Regions from separate parts of the Triticum aestivum genome. Here region 1 is linked to region 2. A link is a contact called in public Hi-C data. All regions are on one chromosome and are shown on one strand. The core of a region is the stretch at or near the end of the contact, and the rest is flanking DNA. Distances in the headings are between cores, read along the strand shown.

The links. A called contact is a pair of places that touch in the nucleus more often than the background predicts.
Region 1: a contact with region 2 is called in a Hi-C map of leaf, with 6 times the contacts expected there. The contact joins two enhancer-like sites. A contact is called at or near these places in 3 of 5 Hi-C or Micro-C datasets (leaf and an unstated tissue) and 1 of 1 datasets of contacts at active chromatin or transcription factors (leaf).

Annotation. Positions count from the first base shown.
Region 1 is chr7B:527,654,554-527,657,253 of IWGSC CS RefSeq v2.1, reverse strand. No RefSeq gene overlaps it. Among protein-coding and RNA genes, the nearest start is that of LOC123160864, 68 kb to the left of the region's middle. Within about 2 kb of position 1,298, at least 1 of the 8 cell types and tissues checked has an H3K27ac peak or open chromatin away from gene starts, as enhancers often do.
Region 2 is chr7B:527,289,808-527,292,715 of IWGSC CS RefSeq v2.1, reverse strand. No RefSeq gene overlaps it. Among protein-coding and RNA genes, the nearest start is that of LOC123156923, 11 kb to the right of the region's middle. Within about 2 kb of position 1,380, at least 1 of the 8 cell types and tissues checked has an H3K27ac peak or open chromatin away from gene starts, as enhancers often do.

The DNA of each region.
Region 1 (2,700 bases), core at 49-2,548, 360 kb before region 2:
TGGGACTAAAAAAAGTCTTAGGACTTCTGAACCAAACACCCCCTGAGAGTGCTTGTGAGGAGCTAGCCATGACAAACAGGTGGTTGGAGCGCGCACAAGGATCAAGCGGCGCTGAAAAAAACGAGCGTCGACCGTCTTGCTTGTGTCGGTACGTACATAGCGGACGTGTCTTGTTCTAGCCGCTCGTCCTCCTTGTCCTTTGCTCCTCGCCAGAATCTTCGGCTCTAGCCTCTATTTATCTATCTCTATCTGATAAAGGAAGCAGTAGATACCTACGGGTGCTCTGGCAATGGCATCCTACGTATACTACGGTGTACGTGTAGCGGGTACGCAAAGAGAGCTCGATAGAGACGAGATCAGTTGGGAGCCAGATGGCTAGGGCTCCAAAGCCCGGCCGCTTAGACGACGCAACCCTTGCTTGTCCGAGTGCGACGTGTACGAGTCTACTGTGATTAGCGCTAACAATTGCAAGATTGCTTGAGTCACGACCGACTCATCAGTTTCGTAAGAGACGACCGCGCTCCTGGCCACGCTCCTCATCCACCTACTACCCCGATCTGACCATGGGAGCCCAGCCAAATCCCCGCACGAAACCCGGCGGGGCGGGTGACGGAAGCGTGCCGCTTGCTTCGGCGGTACAGGCGTACAGCCGTCCAGGCTCCGGAGCGGGGGCAATGCACACATGGCGTACGTGCTCCGTGGTTCCTGGATAAACGCACGCGGGCGAAAGGGCCGGAGGATTCACGCCGAACAACCGGGAAACTCTCGCGGGCGGGCGGGCTGGCTAGGCGCATGTACACCTGTTGAGTCTTGCCCCGGTGGATCACCCTCCTCGATCCGCGGGTTCCGCCGCGTAGCTAGCCACCGCCCCGGGCGCGAGTGCACCGCATGCATGCACCCTCGGCGCGCATGCGTTTGGTGTACGGTGACGTACGATACGTTGACGAAAAATGGTTTACCCGCTTTGTATTACAAAGCAACCTACTGATACATACGATACGTTTCTGGCAAGCGTGCGTCTTCTTTTTGACAAACACGTGCGAGGAAGGGCAAACGGATAAAGGTCCGAAAAGATGCGTATCAGCGATAGAGCACCATCTAGCTTAGATAATAGGTGATCTGTCACATTTTCTTTCGATGACTGCTACAGCGGTGTCAAAGGTGGGTGCCGGACGTTTGCATGTTTGAGGATCATTCAGCCTTGATTGTACCTTTCATTCTTCGTTTTTCTGAACACGGCACAATCGCAGGTGCTCATATACACGTATATACAATAATTTTTATGAATGCACGCACACACTCACACCTTATCCTCATGAGCATCGCCGAGATACTGAGCCAGCACGACATATTGAGATAGACAAAGTCACCACAGACGTCTTGTAGTCGACGAAAATGCATTCTTTCACTGAATGAACATCGCCGGATAGACTAAAATAAATTCAGAAAAATGTGAGCATCAATGTCATATATCTTTTTGTGTAAATATAATTACTAGCGTTCTGCTATCTTTTCAATTTTATCAAATATATACCTTCATCTCTATTAAATTAGAGAATACACGGAAATCGATTGCACTATATTTCAGTGATTTGATTGTATGAAACATGCACAGTTGAATTAATAATACTAAAACTAAAAATGAACATTATATATTGTAATTGTTATGTAGTCAAAATATATTTCAAATATAGGTGGCATAATATAACGAAAAACTTTTGCCGATGCAAGTCGAGTCGACCATTGATGAGGTCCATGTGTGGTAAGGTGTGATGTGTGTGTGGAATCAACTAATAATGTAAAACTTTTTTGTCATGCATGTTGTGGTAGACATTTGATGAGGTAGCACACGTGTCTCTTAAGATAATAGAAGTAGTGGAGATGAACTATTTTTTTTTAAATGCCAGGATTCATGCATTTATTAAGAAAAAAAGAGTTGTATGATTTAGAGAAAACCAGATTGCCTAGTCAATTATGAAAACTAGGAAAAAAACTATCACAACCATTGAGCAGCACATACAAGATAGTCCACGCACACCACCTAAAAGAGGGCCTCACCAAAACAACACGCATGCGTCGTCATCAACTCTCGTTAGGCGTCATCGTCATCCCTAAACCTTGAGCAAATGACTCTGACTTCGCCGTAGGCGATCGTCGACTCAACCCACATTGTAGAGGTTGTGTGGAGTTGCATGAAGATCCACGCCAAAATTAAGCCACCTATGATCAGACAGCGCAGCTCCGACTCTGACTTCGCCGTAGGCGATTGTCGACTCAACCCACATTGTAGAGGCTGTGTGGAGTTGTATGAAGATCCGCGCCAAAACTAAGCCACCTACAATTAGCAGTGCAGATCCGATTCTGACGGAGACAATGAAGGAAAAAACTAGGCACGATTGGCGCCACAAAAGATCGCCGAACGGGCCACCTACAACCATTTATCGTACACCACAGGACCCACCACCGCAGCTTTGAGTTCACACCAACAAACAATCTGAGGCAATCCCACGGTCACGCCCGAAGAAGAGTCGGCTACCTCCACTATTGTCGCGTCGCTGACATCGCTCCCACTCTCATCGTCGCCACAGATGCCTGGACACCACAAACCACCGCCATCCACCAGTCTTGCTCGCCAATACCGAACTCCCAAGATACAACTCCTATGAGGGAATACGACACCAAGGCATAGCCATCATACGA
Region 2 (2,908 bases), core at 131-2,630:
TTGTGCTCGTTGCAGTGCCGTGACGGCGTCGCCCAGATCCGCCACACGGCGCTTGAGATCGGGATGCCAGGAGAGCAAATCGTCGATCTTTGTCGCCGTAGACTGCTGGGCCTTGGTAAGGCCGTCAATGGCGGCTTCGATCTTGGTTTCGAAGCGGGTGAGGAAGGCCGAGACGCTCAGATCCATGGCCTCGCGTGCTTGTCGCAGGCCCCTCGTCTCGATGAGGTGCGCCAGAGAGGTGGTTTTGGTCTCTGATACCAAATGTTAGAGTAGCGAACGGGAGTGGTGCTGGATCGATCTATTCACTCTCTGAAGTAGTAGCAACACAGATTGATTACAAGTATTAGGAAATTGTGGTAGCTAGGGGAGATACACGACGAATAGAGGAACTAGGATTGCCTCCGCCTGGTAGTCGCCTGATCCACTGGATGCCGGTCTCCTCCTAGTCGCCCGTTACTTGTAATGACGTTGTAGGCCTTAACGTGTCTACTCCGGCCTGCTGGTGCGTGGGCTGGGACGCCCGACCCGAGTGGGCCGCTGGGCAGCGCGGTTGTTGGCGGAGTCGCTGCCCTGCGGGTCCTGCTTGTCAGGTGCGTTGACAATATCCGCGGCGGGGGAGAATCTGCGGAGGGAGTACGGGCGAGGACGAGCGTGCTGCTGCTCGGGACAAAGACAAAGGGACGAGACTTGCCTGCTCCCCGTGCGTGTGCCTATTCGTACTCCCGCATACGTGGCTTGTTTTAATTGGAACAAAATAAGGTCCGGCCCCACCCCCTTAAAATTAAGGGGGAGATGATTAGATTAGAAAAGAAAAGGAAAAAAAGATAACCGTAGGATGAGGTGGGAGCACGGATGGCAGCAGGCAAGCCGGATCCAAGACAAAGGGTTGAAGGTGGAAGGAAGGAATCACTCGCTGCCCGCTGGTTACGGTGCATGGTGGCGAGGCGACGGTGATGTCGCGCGCGCAGCCGGGAAAACTAGGGACCCGCGGTAGGCCCACCGCTGACAGTTCGTTCGTTGCCCCTTCTAGTTAATTTAGTGTGTATGATTTGGCTAATTTATGTGCAAGGCCCCTGTGATCATGACGCGATTAGGGAGGGTGCATCAGCGAGAAAAGCTAGCTGGAGCAGAAGAAAAATCGACTGAACCACGTACAGGCCCACCGTAGGCACGTCGCCACGTCGGCCCGATTAAGACGTGCTCATTGCTGATTGGCTTGACCTTTTTTTTCCTACACAAGTTGCCGCACGAAGGACGGAAGGAGGACTTCTTTTTATATTTGTCTTGTGTGTGGACGCATGTCGTGGTCACGCCAGGACCGACCCACAGTACGTACTCTCCAAGGACAATCCGGTTGCACGGACGGACCATATATGCATATATCTATGCCATGGCGCCTACGTACGTTACGCTACGTACGTACGTACGTGTAGGATAGGATATAGTAGTAGATATAGACTCATCATGTAGATAAGATAATCACCATAAGACCACAGCGTCCTTGCGTTTGAAATTCTCGCTGCCCAGATTGCATGTGTTTTGTGTATCGGGCATTAGTTTTCGCTTTCAGCTTTGACCTATGGACGAGTCAGCCTCACGCCCTCGTCCCGTCCTGCTGTCGTGTTTCACTCGCAATATATACCACATCGGACAGCGAGAGAGAGAGAGAGACCACAAACTGTTCTTCTCATCTTGTTTCTGCAAACTGTTGAGTTCCCCAAGTGACCAACTGGTGCAAAATATCGATGCCAACACCGGCACGCAATGCGCCACAAAGCTACCGAAAAATAGCGATGTCTGCAGGATCGCGCTCTCTCCCCTCTCTCCTCAGAATACATCGGAGCGGTGGTTCCCTGGAATCTGGATATGCCAGTTTAGCTAGCCGGCTTGTTCTCCGGGAATATGTACGTACGTACTCCAGTAGTTAGCAAACACACGCAAGTGAGGACGATCTCTTTTGGGTGCACTGCACAGGAATATGCTGTGTATATATATGTGGCTCTCCTCTCTTGTGTGCGCCTCGTGCCTGTCATCTTCACTCATTTCATGCTCTTAGCTCTTACTTCTGGGTCCATGGAGACAAAGTTTTCTCGGCATGGGATCTTATGCTTAATCTGGGCGGGTTATCCTAGCTAGTGGGTAAGTGTCTCCTTGCCCTAGCACTAGGTTTAGCAGGTGCTGCTGAATTCGTGATGTATGTAAGGATACCTGGCGGGGACGAGAGAATCGACCGTCAGCTCTTCCTCTCATCGCATGCAATTTAATGGTCCACACGCTCTCCATAATTTCGTTGCATAAGCCAGCTCTCCGTCACTGCCAGGCTTGATAACGACGACGACGCTCAGTCGACACTGCCATCCTTGTCCTGCCAAAGCTGCATGTATACATACATTATTACTGATGATTACTACTATGACATGCATCGCAGAATCATCGACCCTCCGAGATGCCCCGGTCACTTTCCAGTTAATTAACTAGGCCCGCGCTAGATTCTACGACGAGTGTGTAATTTGGCGCATGCATCATACCAACTGTGAGTTCGATCAGTTTTTCCGAGGAATCTCAACGTCCGTACGCGTCTGTGCACGTGCACGTACGTATATACATGTGGATATGTACTTGTACCCGCGTACGTACGTAGGCTGCACGATTGATTCCGTTGTCTGGAGGAAGAAAGAGGAATCTTGTGTTCCCTCTCGACCATCCCTGCATGACTTGGAGTCGGAACGCATCCTCCGCTACTGTGTAGTGTACGCGTGCACCTCTACCCGCCTCAGGCTGCAGCTGTGCAGAGACAGGGAGGAGGGGTTTGAATTCGACGGAGGTCCGTACGGGAGTACGTCACGTGTGATCTCGCCGTCAGCCAACAGTAATCCGCCCGCGCGTCCACGTTGCCGCCACGTCCGCC